Linked DNA regions of Mus musculus: region 2 is linked to region 1. Evidence: chromatin contacts called from public Hi-C data. All regions are on one chromosome and are shown on one strand. Each heading gives the region's core, a stretch centred on a gene start, on an enhancer-like site or on the middle of the called end of the contact. The rest is flanking DNA. Distances are from core to core; before and after follow the strand shown.

The links. A called contact is a pair of places that touch in the nucleus more often than the background predicts.
Region 2: a contact with region 1 is called in a Hi-C map of CD4 T cells, with 1.8 times the contacts expected there. The contact joins two enhancer-like sites. A contact is called at or near these places in 1 of 484 Hi-C or Micro-C datasets (CD4 T cells) and 2 of 115 datasets of contacts at active chromatin or transcription factors (bone marrow-derived macrophages and embryonic forebrain).

Annotation. Positions count from the first base shown.
Region 1 is chr1:138,188,951-138,196,374 of GRCm38.p6, forward strand. No RefSeq gene overlaps it. Among named protein-coding and RNA genes, the nearest start is that of Ptprc, 18 kb to the left of the region's middle. Within about 2 kb of position 2,846, at least 151 of the 459 cell types and tissues checked have an H3K27ac peak or open chromatin away from gene starts, as enhancers often do.
Region 2 is chr1:138,818,246-138,825,669 of GRCm38.p6, forward strand. It overlaps a transcript of Lhx9 not described here. Among named protein-coding and RNA genes, the nearest start is that of Lhx9, 20 kb to the right of the region's middle. Within about 2 kb of position 4,171, at least 47 of the 459 cell types and tissues checked have an H3K27ac peak or open chromatin away from gene starts, as enhancers often do.

The DNA.
Region 1 (7,424 bases), core at 1,596-4,095:
AGCTTGCCTATGCTTGACTAGCCATCTTTAATTATTCTCACATTGCATTGTAATCTCCAGGACTTTCTATTAAAATCGCCCTCTGTGTCTGATCCTCCTCCAGGACTTCCCCCCCCCCCCTACTGGATTCAGCATCTCTCTTTCCCCTCCTTTGGAGGCTCCAACTCTCACAATCTCTGTGGTCTTTTATCCCAGTCTCAGAGACATTCTATCTATTCCTTATCCCTGAAGGACACACATCACTTTGCCACATGGTCTGCTGACAGTAACAACAAACACTGTCAGATGCCAGGATGTGTCTCCACCTTGGTGTAGGTAGCCTTCAATGACACCGACATTCAGTCTAGGCACTAAGTCATCTTAGAGTACCTGTTCTATCATTTCCAATCCATATTTTAGAGAGCTCAGGCTAACCCAATCCCACCTCTAAAACGTCTATCAAGTCCACCTGCTTCTTCTCATTTCCACTGTCAACAGGTCTAGCCAACATTGCTCCTCTGCTGGGCTCTCTATGTGTTCACCCTTGCTCTGGTCTCCATGATTCCCAACAATGGGCAATTGAATGTTTCTCAAATGTAGGTAACTCTGCTGTTTCCTGGCATTAAGTCTGTTTAGGTTTGGCCTTGAAAGAGGAATAAAACTGAACTCTTTATTAGAACCCAGAGGGTCATGCAAGCTCCATCCCCACCCTGGTGTTGCCTATGGTGCTACGGGGGTTTTGATTGTAACTTCTGTGTGTCCATCTTGAGTTCACCCTGACCTGATTCCATGTGCTGAATTCAGACACATCTCTGTATTCCCTACTTTGTGCAACCAGGCCTTGTTTCATGAAGTCGTTCCTGGACCCTCGATACTTAAGTAGATTCTTAATCCCCATTCTCTGCTTTGTCTCAACTCCTGTTTCTTTCTTGCCATTTTTCAGTATATGACACGTTTTAGACCATTTATTTGCTCACTTTTCATCTGATGTCCCTTGAATATATTCCCCAAGAGTGAAGTCTTGCTCACCTTCTTCTCCTTTGGCTATATGATACAGTAAAAAAAGACTGTTTTCTTAACACAATTTCCTCAAAGGAAGAAGTATGTATTATTTTACAGCATTAGAGCTTGGATTTTATGAAATGTTATGTCAAGAGTCTAGCAAAGTGTTTTTAATGTGGAAGTGGCTTAAAACATGCTATATTCTCAGAGAATATGGTCTGTAATCCAGATCTCTGTAAGTCAAAGTCACCAGGGCATCTTAATTCTTTTTCTTCCTTCTTGTTCTTTTCTTCCTATTCCTCCTCCTCTTCTTCAGTTTCTCTGGTTTTACAACAGGTCATTACAGAGATGCAATGTGTCGCTGAGATCCAAACCATTCAGAAGGTCTCTCTCTTGGCCAGAGGCATTGGTTCTACAGTTGAAACATATGCCAGTCACCATAAATGAAAGGCGTGGTTAGTATTTCTAAGAAAGAGGCTTTTTCCAACCACCCCCTTTTTTTCTGAACTAAAAATTACAAAGCTGAGAATTGAATTTTGGGGTTTCTCTGGCTACCACATAAATTCTTAGTGTAAAAATGAAACATGCTAAATTCAAGACAAGAAGTATGAAAAATTATGGTACTATATATATATATATATATATATATATATATACACACATATATGTATACACACACACACATGTAGTTTATACAGTGATGTTCTGAAATAATTTGTTTTTAAGAAGTGAGTTGTCTGTTTTCTTGACTTAGAGCAGCACAGATTTTGTGATAGCAACAATATGTGGAGGAAAACTTTCTCCCTCTGGAGGATTCCTGTATTTGCTCTTTGAGGGCTGTGGGCTGTTTTTGCCATTGGTCATAGTATCTCAGGGCACAAAAACTAAGGCAAGAGAAATCCCACACTTGACAGCATCTCATGCTCTAGAAGAGAAAACAGACTTGTAAGCAAACAGTTAAAGGGTGCTGTGACTGGACTATCATGGTGACTGGAGTGTTCTAGCTTGAAGGAGGAAGTGATCAGGGATGCTTGCTGGAGTGGGTGAGTGAGTAGACAGAGAACAGGAAAGGGAATGGGGGCAGCAATTATGGTCCAAGTGTAGGAGGTGGGGCAGGTTAAGGAAAAAGTCACCTAGGAGGCAGAAGCAAAAATAAAGATCCTGGCTGACTCATGCCCACTGGCACGTTAGTGGGAGGGGATGGTGGAAAACCTCTCAGGCTGTTCCCTGAACTTCAGTGAGAATGGGTAGCTGTGGATGAAGGAAAGAACTTCTGATTTTCCCTTAATCCCAGATTCTCACATTTTTGTCTTATAATTGTTTCCCATTTTCTTTCCCTGCTTTGCTTTTATATTGTGATGTTTTAAGAAAATCTTGGTTGATGTATTCATTCACGTTCCTATTCTCCCTCCCTCCCTCCCTCCCTCCCTCCCTCCCTCCCTCCCTCCCTCCCTTCTCCCTCCTTCTCTCTTTTTCCCTCTCCCCCCCTCCTTCTCTGTTCCCTTCCTTTCCTTTCCTCAAGCTCTTACTAGCTCTCCTTTCTCTGCCTTTTCTCCCTGAGCCCAGAATGTGTGTAGTGCCCCAAAATCCTAAGAGAGAGCAGGAATCAGAGCCGGAGCCGAGATGTGTTGAACAGAGCTGCTGGAAAGCAAAGATAAGGAAAGAATTCTTACGCCTAAAACCCATGCATTTTTTTTAAGGCCAGCTCCCACCACAGAGCTCTGTCCATGTGGTCTCCCATCCAATGATGCATGGCAAAGACTGAGAAATCTTGGCCTAGAAGATGTAAAGCAGTTGGTGGAGGGCTCATTGTAGCTCTCCGCAAACTTCTCTCTGCCTTCTGATGTGGGCGGAAATGCTCTCAGCTTGCTGCACTCCTCTAGCCTCTAGCTGGGTGGTGCAGCTGCAAAGCATGTGCTGTGAACCCTGTAAGCTCAAAAGGAGAGGCACGGATCCACAGCTGTGGCAGGAGCCGAGGGGCATGGGAGACCAGAAGCTTGGTGGCCTTAGCAGTAGCAACATGGGGTCTTCTGTGTCACTAGAGAGAGCCTTTCTGATCCACAATGCAAAGGACCTTGGAGCCCCAGGTTCAGAGATGTTTATGTACAGCCTCTCAGATGAAGTCAATGGCTTCCTCCCTGTTGCAGGCTGGGGTGAGAAGAACCCACACTCACAGGAAGCCAGCGGTTCCCCTTTTAACAATGCCTGCCCCCAGCTCAGCCTTCTTACCCACCTTCATAACTCTTTGTACTAAACAGGGAAGCTGAACTGCTTGCTGCAATCCCATCCCTTGTCTGGGACTTCCTCCTGGGAACCTGGAGGAGGTAGGGTTGCTGGAGCAGGAAGTAACAGACTGGGTTGCATAGCACCCAGTGAAGTTGAATATCAAATTTACAGATGTATGGGTTTGGTCCAACGCCTGGGTTAGCGTTCCCCTGGGTGTTGTGTGGTGGAAGTGAGTTGCAGAAGTGTAATTCCTTCCGCATGACAACATCTCAAAGTTCACATGCATATTACAAGCACATTAGGGCCAGCAGCTCTTCCCATACAGGGAAGGCCTCCTCTAGTACCCCAACTCACATGTATGCCTTACAAGTCTACCTCCTGTCCCTGATTCATCATCATTCCAACTCCATATAGGAGAGATTGGGTATGCTCAGAATGATACTGACATAGACCCATCTCCATACAGGACCATCTTCATTTAAATGTAGAAGGTGGGACTTGGGAACATCAGGAATGGGTTGAAAATCTGCACTGTACCTGAAGACATGTGTGAAAACCTCATTACAAGAGGTTAATTGTTTCTGTGATGTCAGGAAGGGATTTGAAAGGAAAAACGCGGCACACTACATGTTCATCCTGCCCACCAGCTAACACAATCTGCCCTGTTAGTTGTGCCCTTGTGTTGCTGCTGATCCATGAGTGAGCTACCTGAAGCCCATGCACCAAAAACCCAGCCCAATGGCTGGAAAGACAAGTCATCAATTATAAGGAACATTTACTGCTCTTGGAGAAAACCTGGGGTTTAGTTTCCAGCAGCCACATGGCAACTCAGAACTACTTGTAAAACTGATGCCTTCTTCTGACCTCAGCAGGCAGCAGGCATGCTCCCGATGCACTTACATAACTGCAGACAAAATACTCATGAAATAAAGATAAATAAATCTTACCCCTCCCCCAAAACACTCACATTTGCTTGGCTACAAGATAGTACTGCTCTGGTTAGTAGTCCCTGTAGGTGGCTATAAAAACCAAGTTGGAATCTGCTTTTGTGAAAGAACTCACTTGGACCTATAGTTCCTTGATGTTGTCTCAAACCCTGGATAATTGGCTGCAGATAATTGAACCTGGCAGCCATGCTCCCAGCATCCTTCAGTCCCTACCTGTTTCAGAGTATGGCATACCCCCACGCTCATTCTAAACTTCTCCAGGCCAGAGTCTGGGCTGCCCTTCCTCATTGCCCTTCTTTATATAACCCAACCATTTTGGCTATGCCGCTTTTGTAGTCAGTCTGTCAGCCCAGGTTGCCTTTCTTGGTCAGTGCTTCTCTCTCCTTGTTCCTCTCTGAGTCTTCACAGGGCTCAGGGTTCTGTTGGCTCTGGACTCTCAGGTGTGTCTGTCTCTGGCTCTGCTCTCCTATTCATCTGCAATAAACAGTTTCCTTCACCGTCCCTACAAGCAGTCATGCCATTTCCTTTTTAGTTCTAGTTTTCATTTACTCCTGGAATCTTGAGAGAAATAGATGTTTTTTAGTTTGAAGTTTGCAAATAGTGGCATACTTTCAAGAGTATAGGAACAACAACAGCAGCAAAGTAAAGATTAAACATGGAATCTAAAGTGTAAAGAGAATTTATTTTTGTTTTGTTGTATTTTGAGACAAGGTTTCTCTGTGTATCCCTGGCTGTCCTGGAACTCACTCTGTAGACCAGGCTGGCCTCGAACTCAGAAATCTACTTGCCTCTGCCTCCCGAGTGCTGGGATTAAAGGCCTGCCTCACCACTGCCCAGCTGTAGAGAGAATCTTTATGTACTGTGTGGAAGCATCGCCTGTCATAAAAAGCCTATGGCCAATGATGATGGCAAGATTACGGTGGGGTATTTGGGAAAGAAAGATAAGATTCCAGTAAATAATTGCAGGGATTTGCCATGAATACTGATGGAGATAGATTCTTGAACCAGAGGAGAGGTGACCAACCATGTGTGATGACTTAGAATAGATTGAATAGGTAGTTAAGTTATGGGCTAACAGGAATAAGCCAAGGCTTTTGGCATAAGCATTTACTCATGAAATGTTAAGTCTCAGAGTTGTTATTTCTGGGAACAAAGTGGCTGGCTGGGTGGAAAAGCCTGTAGATACACAAACGTAATATAAGGACTATATGAATTTGTATCAAAAGAATTAAGTTGCACAATTGTAGTTAAAAGCATTTTTCCCTTGTTTTTGCAAGTTGACCTTCTGAGTAAATCATCCACATGTAAAACAACAGTGAGGGATTGGTGGGATTGAGTTTAGGTATGTGGCACATGCTTTATCCGAAATGCTTGTTCCTGAAGAGTTTTAGATTTCCTGGAGCTTGAGTTATTTGTCTCTATATAATGGGATTCTGACCCAGAAGATAAGACTCATATATAAAAATGAGATCCATTTGTGTTTCCTGTCCTTTTACACAGAGACTGGGTGATTGGATGCAGTATTGTAGAAACTCTGTTTGGCAATGGCTCATCACTCAAGTCAGGTTTGGACTGTTCCATTTGTAGAATCATATCAACACGCACAAAAGTTTAGATTTTTGAACATACCAAACCTCAAATTTTCAGATGCTCAACTTGGAATCATATGAATAGAGAAGAATAGAGGAAGAAAACTTTGGGGATAAAGTGATAAGCTTTGTCAAGACTACTGCCAAAATATTTGGTAAAAACAACTTAAATGGAGGGAAAGTTTATCTTGCTTATGGTTTCAGAGGATCCAGTTCAACATGGAAGGGACAAAATGGCACAAAAGGCCATGTGGTAGAGAAAGATGGCATCACCTAGTTTCTTTCTCTCTCCTTTTCAAATGTCCCAAGCCCATGCAATTTAAATCACCCACATTTAAGGTTAAATATAGAAAGTACGTTATGAATTAACTTGAATCCTGCACAGTTTGAGCAACTCATCAACTTGATGTTGACTAGAAACACAGCAAACATGAGTGATACTTTCTCAAGGCAAATGCAAAGCCACTGACTACTGAGCAGTTACAGTTGAAATGAACACATTCAAGCTTGAATTCAGTTCCCCAATAAAGGCACTTTATTCCCCACAGCTCGTGAATTTTCCATCCCTCTCTGATTCTGTGTCTCCCCCACAGCCCCTCCATCATGAAAAATATCTCACCTACAGCTTCAGTTCAACCTCAAGTTCAGGTTGACTCAAGCACAGAAATGACTGCTGGAATGGTGCTATTGCAATCTGAAAGTGCTAAGGGTTATGTCTGAGCATGGCTGCTGACAGCCCCTGCAGTGTAGACCCTGTGATGTAGGCAGTTTATGATGTAAAAGGATAGTGGTCTTTTACATAGACTTCCACATCCTCAAGTGTGCCCATCAGCAGCCCCAGTGCATTCGTCTGTAGATTTCAGCAGCCATGATAGTATCACACATCAGAGCAGGAAAAAAGGGAGACCAAGGATGGTAAGCAGTAAAAGATGAAGAGAAATTCAATTCTACACATGTGATATAACTCTTGCTTTACAGGAGGCTACAAGAACTGTTTGGGAGCTTGGAGTTCACAGATAGTGGATTAAGAAACTAAACCGACTCTTTCTGGATATTGATAAGACATTTTACATGTATTGTAGCAATTTTGTTCAAACACTAACTACCTGGAAATTATTTATGGCGAGTCCAAAACATTCATGATTGGACTACAAAATGGTCATGATTTCTAAAATACTAATAGTACCTGATATAACACATGACATTGAAATAAGCGTCAAGTAAAATAAAGTATGTAAAATATTAATTGATTGATGCACAAATGCTTAAGTTATAAGTTCATATTAATAGCTATTATATGTCAATTTATTGTGATATTCTTATAACAACTATTCAGCAAAAATATGTACTATTCATTAACATTAAAGATGATTAAGATAAATATCGAGAGAGACTTAAAACATCAATAATAATAAAACAAACACTGTGTCAATGCCTTTGCATCTCTAGTTCTCTATACTATAGCTTTTCTCCCCTAGAGATTCATAAATCTTCCACATAATTATTTCCTTGAAGAAAAGTGTAAAACTCTCCCACTGTAGAGCTGTGAACCTGGATTTCAAAGCAACCAGTATAAGTTATGGCTGTGATTTTATTCATGCTCACATTGATGTGGCTGTATTATGGTTTGCATAAATAATCTCCCCTCAGGCTCATGTGTCTGAACACTTGGTCACCAGCT
Region 2 (7,424 bases), core at 2,921-5,420, 630 kb after region 1:
GGAAAGAAATTCCAGGATGAAAAATCTTTCATGTTAATGAACGAGATTGAAGACACTGAGGCACAGTAAACCAAAGTGAGTTGAGTATTGCTGAGTGAGGGATATCTTCCCACAAAGCTGCTACAAGGTGAAGGTCCACAGTGAGCAGGCACCCTACCGAACGCAGAACGCACTCGCCAACTCTGACAGAGAGTTTACATCATACTTTAGGTTTCTATTACAGTGATAAACACCATGCTCAAAATCAACATGGTGACAAAGGTGATTACTTTGGCTTACCTGTCTAGATTGCAGTCCATTATGGTGGGAAGTCAAGCAAGAACTCAAGACAGAAACCAAGGGACAGAACTAAAACAGGGACCATGGAGAAAAGCAGCCTTCTGACTTGATTAGTTTGCTTTGTGCTTGAGTGTGAGTGTGTGACTGTGACTGTGTGTGTGTGTGTGTGTGTGTGTGTGTGTGTGTGTGTGTGTGTTTGAGACAGGGTCTCACTATGCAGCCCCAGTTATCCTTCTATGTAGACCATGCTGGTCTCAAACTCACAGAGATCCTCCAGCGTCTGCCTCCCGAGCACTGGGGTTAAATGCATGTGCTACTTGCCCAGCACAGCTTGCTTGCTTATATATCCCAGGGCCACCTGCACATAGTGGGCTGGGCCCTTGCACATCAGTTATTAATCAAAGAAATGTCCCACAAGAACGCATATGGGCCAATCTTATGAAGGCATTTTTTTATTATTATTAGATATTTTCTTTATTTACATTTCAAATGTCATCCCCTTTCCTGGTTTCCCCTCTGAAATCCCCTACCCTCTACCCTCTCCCCCTGCTCACCAACCCACCTACACCTGCTTCCTTGCACTGGCCTTCCCCTACACTGGGGCATAGAACCTTTGCAGGACCAAGGGCCTCTCCTCCCATTGATGTCCAACTAGGACATCCTCTGCTACATATGCAGCTAGAGTGTTTCTTAAATTAGATTCCCTCGTATCAGATGAACATGGTTTGTGTAAAGTTTACCAAAAAGAAAAAGAGGTGAGGAGTCAGTTCATATCCAGACTATACACAGAACTCAACACTTACCAAAAAGAAAAAAGAAAAAAGAATCCAATTAAAAATTGGAAAATAATTTGAATAGACACGTCTCAAAATGGCTAATAAATATATTTAAATAACCAGTATCATTAGCTATCTCGGAAACACAAATTAAAACTCTATCCTGAGACCATCTTAACTCAGTTAGAATGACTATTACCAAAAATAAATAAATGACAACTGTTGGCCAGTATTTGGATAAAAATGAATTCTTATACATTATTGGTAGACATGCAAATCAGGACAGCTTTTTATGGAGAAATATGGAATTAAAAAAAATAAGATTAGAACTACATATGGTCCAGCTTTTCCACTCCTGAGTAAGGATCGGACCCAAGAGAACACAGTGTGAGTGCGGTGGGCAGGTAGGGGCTTGCACCAGAAAGAACCTCAGTGGGAGAGGCAGGACTCGAACCCAGGTCTGTCTATACACAGTTCACAACTCCTTTTCATGGAGTCGGCCACAGAGGGATGGAAGCAGAGATACCCTGGCCCTCCACTACTCGTTCTCCACCTTCTTCACAGAGGCAACCTCAACACCTGGGGCCCCTCCTACGAGGTCCGTCTGTGGCCCCAAACTTCCCTGAAGCACTGGGCTTTAACTTTATAATTCAAGCTGCCCTTGTATGTTATTGTATTGTGTATTCACCTTTGTTGTGACATGACGTAATCGTTCACTGTCTATTGGCTTATGCAATTTTGGTTTTGCTGAGGTTCAGAAAGCTTTCCTGATCTTCCAAATAACAGAAAGAGATGATCCTGTGCTGTAGAAAGGCTCACAATCTCCTGGATTACATACTACTACATCATGAAAGAAGGTATCCAACCACCACTAATATGTAAATATTACCAATTAGAAGTCTCTAGCTAATGGTTGTGCTTTCAGGATAAGTCAGAAAACAGGAATCTGGAGCAGCATGGTATCTGAATAAACCATACAGCTTCATAACAAGAATGCCTTCCTGTAACCAGGAGAAAGCTCAGCCCCAGAGAGTAGTAAGAGGGTGAGAGGGGTGCACCCTGCGTGGCTCCAGGAATCCGTCTAACTTGGACATTGAGGGCATAAACAGATGAAAAGCACATGGACACAGAGAAAAGCTAGAAGAATTAGGTGGCCGAGGACTTCTCTGATGGAGTAGCAACAGCATCCCAGAATCCCAGTGTGTTTACACAGTTGAGCAGGGAAGGAGGCATGGTTTTTACACACAGCTGAACAAGGAGGCGAGGACATCCATACAGAGGAACAGGGAGGTGGTGTTATTATATACAGCTGTCATTGTGTACAGCAGGAAGCAGGTTTAGCTAATCTAGGTAGGAGTAGTCTCCAAAGGGGAGCAGGCTTCAGGCTGCAAACATCCAGAGGGAGAAAGCTGTGGAGATCATTGTCTGCACACAAAGTCAACGTTCCCACTCAGGCCCAATGACAGCCTTCCCATCATCCTTCTGAGTCTCACCTTGAGAAGGGTTTGTCACTCTCATAGGGCCAAGGCTTATGATATGACTGCTGATATCAAACAATATGCAGCTGTTCAAGACTCTGGTTGCTCCCTACAAAGAGGAATGGACAAACACAGGTAGAATGTGACCTAGGTCAAAGATCAAAAGTCAATAAGATCTGGTAAGTGGGTGACAAGAAATGGTTTTTTAAAAGAATGGGAGAAAAGGAGAATGTTATGGAGAAATGCTTGTCTTCAGAAATGCTGTTCACGGAAATGAAAAAGCCCAGACATTTTCTGAAGAGAAAACAGGAGTTGAATTTCACCTCCGCTGCCCTTCCAGCAATAGCAGAGATGGAAATGTCCCAAGAAATATATTTGGAGTCATTACTGAAAAGTTGAACCTTTAGGAAAGAATGTGGTTTTCAGGGATGCTCCTAGCTGTGACTGGTGGGCTGGCTCTGAGTCAGCAGAGCTGCAGGGGGAAATAGCAGGTACAAAGCCTTTGGGAAAGAACTTCTCAAGAGAAGCGAGTCCTGGGGGTAAAGAGATCTGGCTCCCGAGATGATGTAAATAAAGATAGGGAAGATGCTGTGAAAGAGGAAAGGTTTCAAGAAGGTACTTTTCGTAGTGCAATAGGAAAAGAAACTCAAAGCAGAAAGCAAAGAATTTAAGAGGAAATGGTGGTAATTGATGTTAACACATCAACTAAAGGTGGTGGAAAATTCTATGATGTATTAATCGTAATCTCTCCAAATGGAATTCAATCTTCAGCAACACTTTAGAGCAACGAAGAGGAGGTTCGTGTATTAGCCATATTGCTTCACTAACAATGAAAGAAGACTATCTGGAGGGACTAAACAAAAACTTTTGGCAACAAAAGTTCCTTCTGGTTTCCCCAAAGAAAACTCTTACTAAGCCTAGACTTGTGGTTCAGCAGTACACAGTACAGTAGCCCTTGGCTAATGTACCTGAGGACCTGGGTTCAATGCCTGGCACAAAACAAAACAGATTATAATGGCATGTAAACTAGAAACAACACACATCTGTCTTTGTAATTTCTCTTTCAAGAAAAAAGAGATGGAGCAGAGCTGCAGCTCCATTGGTGTGTGGTTGCATAGCATGGGCAAACCCTGGGTTAATCTTCAGTGCTACATAAATAAAACCTGCAACAGGGATGTAAGCCTGTAATTCCAGCACCCTGGGAGCAAAGGTAGAAGGATCAAGGCAATCCTCAACTATATTTCAATTTAGAGGCCAGCCTGGGATACCTGAGACCTTGTCTCAGAAAGAAAGAAAAAGGTCAGGGAGGAAAGGAGAGAGGGAGGAAAAGAAGGATGGGAGGGAGGGAGGGAGGGAGGGAGGGAGGGAGGGAGGGAGGAAGAAATTTGAACCAATCTAGTAAGGCGCCTTCTAGCAAAGAGAATGATTCTCTGAGTTTATCCATATCTGAGAAATAAATAAATAAATAAATAAATAAATAAAGTCAAATCCAGTCCAACCACACTGACTCCATGCTGGCTGGGTTGGCCTGAAGAAAGACATTTAAGCACCCTCTGCAGGTATCACTACAGAGAACAAATGTATGATGGAGAGATGGGGAAAATGAAGTACACATACAGTGGAGATATGGAAGAGAAAGTGAAACCAAGTGGTTTGTACACTATGCTGAAAGGTGGAACTGGAGATTCAGCGCCAGTGAGGAACAGGCTGAAATGCGGGGCCTGCACAACCTGAGACCACAGTGGTGTCTGTGGTCTGTGCTGCCATCAAGGCCCACGTCTATGTCCAGCTGGGCTTCTGCTGATGCCTGTGGTCTGAGTTACCACCAAAAGCCAAGCCATTTGTCCATGGTCTGGGCTGCCCTGTGGATATCTGAGGGCTGTGCTGTTGTCCGGGGACATGCTGATCTGAGTGGCCTGTACTGCCATCAGAGACCATGGGGACACCCAGGCCATGCTGCTGGGAGCCATGTCTGGGTTCATGATCCTATGATAGCTGGAGTCTGTGTTGATGTCCCAGACCTGTGTTACCACCAAAAGAACATAGAGATATCCGTGGTCTGGACAAGCACTCATCAACCACCACGATCAGGAGAGCTGACCCCGCCCCTTGTCTGTCTGCCCTGAGTTGATGTGGGCAAGAGAGAGATACCCTTCCTGCTACCTGCAGAGCAGCCAGGTGAGCTGGCCCCAAGCTCATGAAAAGTGAAAGGACTGGCCCCACCCCTCACCAGTTGCAGCACTGGTGAATGGTCACTGCACCTGGGCGGCACTGTAGAACTGGCCAACCATGAGAGCAGGAGAGCTAACCCTGCCCCTTTGCCAGCTGCAGCATTGGGTGGGCCAGCTGGGCCAGTGCTGGAGAGCTCACCCTGTAGCTACTTCCAGGCCCAGATCTAGGGCTTTGAGTTGGCCCACCCCTACATCTACCACCATCTGCTGGAGTTCATGAAAGGGCCAGTCCTACAGATCCAAAGCTGCAGAATCTCCATGACACAGGGTAACAACAAGATGTCTGAGAGGAGTCCCAGTGAGGGTCCAATAGTGTAGCAGAAGCCAGAGGCCTGGAAATAGATCAATGCATTTGCAAATAAAGATGTGTGAAGCATAGAGTATACTGTTACTGTGTAGCACACTGTGACACACTACAGCTTCCACAAGATTTGTTTTTATTGTATATTATTTTATTTTCCTTTGTGGGGAGAGGCTGTAATGGTGAATGAAGGGCAGATATGAAGGGACAGGGAGATAAGCTGGAGTGGGGTGCATGATGTGAAATTTGTAGAGAGTCAAGAAAGTTGTTGTTTTTTTTAGATTTATTTATTTATTATATGTAAGTACACTGTAGCTTCAGACACTCCAGAAGAGGGAGTCAGATCTCCTTATGGATAGGTGTGAGCCACCATGTGGTTGCTGGGATTTGAACTCCGGACCTTCGGAAGAGCAGTCGGGTGCTCTTACCCACTGAGCCATCTCACCAGCCCAAGAAAGTTGTTTTTTTTTTTTAAAAAAAAAAGTAAGATCCATAGTAAGAGTTTGGTTGGTGATATATTCCAGTATAAAATAGTCAAGAAAAAAACCCTATCATTGTTCATTTTAAGTGGCTAATAATCCATTGTGTGATAGGGATTCACACTAGGAGAGCTGCATATGTGTGAACTGCTTCTTTGTTGGCCTCAGGGTCCAGCTCTCTTGCATAGTATGCACATTTACCATGCCTTAGTGAATAAGCAAGTCAATAAATTTAATAATGTTTCCATTTAATCATGAACTCATTGAATTCTAAACACTTTAAATATCATTAATGCTAATTTTGAATCAAAATATTCTATTGGCAATGTTGATAGAACTTTTATTTCTGCTGCCCTCCATAATAGAAAAAGTCAATTAAAGCCATTCCTTCCAAAAAATATCATTCCTTTTGTTGCTTACATTGAAATGCATACATTGGTCAAATTGAATATAGTAGCATACTATCACTTGAATATAATAGTTCAAGACAGCAATTCCAATAAAAAGAAATGTTATAGCCAAGCTGAAGGAAGGAAGTAACCTATACGGGACCAGAAAATTACTGTCGTCAGATGTGTACAGGAACACGACCACAAACTACTTAATGAAAAGTAGGCTTGTCAGTGTACCTGAATCAAGTAATTGCCATTATGTACCTGTTTGTTTTGCATTTAATTAATAACTGGTTTTAAAAGGCGTTAGAAAGAAAATATTCAACACATACAGATGCACACAACAGGTTAATACTGTAGAATTTAAGAGAAAAAAATGAATATATAATAACCAGAACCATCAGAAATATATCCATATCTTCGTCATTGCAGTTTCCAAATGTGCATACAGAAAGATAAGGCAATTCTGTGATCATGTTTTATAGAGTAAGCTATCCCAGTTCTTGGTATAAAGGAATGCATACCATCATTTACTTATTTACTTCATAACATTTTTGCAGCTCTTTAAGCACTGTCTACAGTCTCTAGTTCACACAGGTAAAATGTTATGAATATTACATTTGCAATAATTTCCCACCATTTTTCTTTTAAGAAACTATTCTTGCTGGCTGAATTCAAACAACTGCTTGAAATCCTGAAATACCTGGGTGCTTATTCATTTTACAGAATTAAAGTCTACTGTGTAACAAATCTAACTAGAAGTGATAGACTTCAAGTCAAACCACTGAATGTCAAAGTCAAAGCTGACAGCTCTTCTTAGGTTTTGCTACTTTGGAAAAGGAAAAGGAGAAAAATAATAATGATAAAGTAAATGCAATCTCACCTTTGAATTTCTTTATTTTTGTCTAAACAACTTAAATATCCTCAAGGTTAATGGTTTCTCATTTTATGTAACAGTATAAAAATGTATTCATACATGACATGAAATAACAGAGGCCAGAGTATCTTATTTGTAGCAAATTTTATTTCAAATAACCATAAAAGGTATCCAGGTACTCTTCAGAGTAATTTCTGAGATCATGCATGGTGTAAACAGAAAAGTCCAAAGGAAAGAAACACTCCTGATGGTTCCAACAAGTGAGCTGAAGGGACACAGAAACAGACACCAGAACTTTCTACCCAGAGCTGATGCCTGCATCTTTATCCTTGTCTCTTTCTTGACATTTCAGCACAAGATAAAATGTAATATGGAGAAACAAAAATCAACAGTCTAAGAGAAGAGAAACTTGCCAATGGGATACATGTTTGGGGTGGTTTTGTTACTGTTCACAGAGAAATGTATCGAGCAGGAGGGTGCTGTCTGGTTGAAACATCTATTTTGCAACACAGTTAACAAGGAAATGAATCCTGGCAATTGTATCCCTGCTTACATTCTATTCAGGGATTTCCTTGAGCATCATGCACAGTTCTGAACTTGTCCTTTTTGCT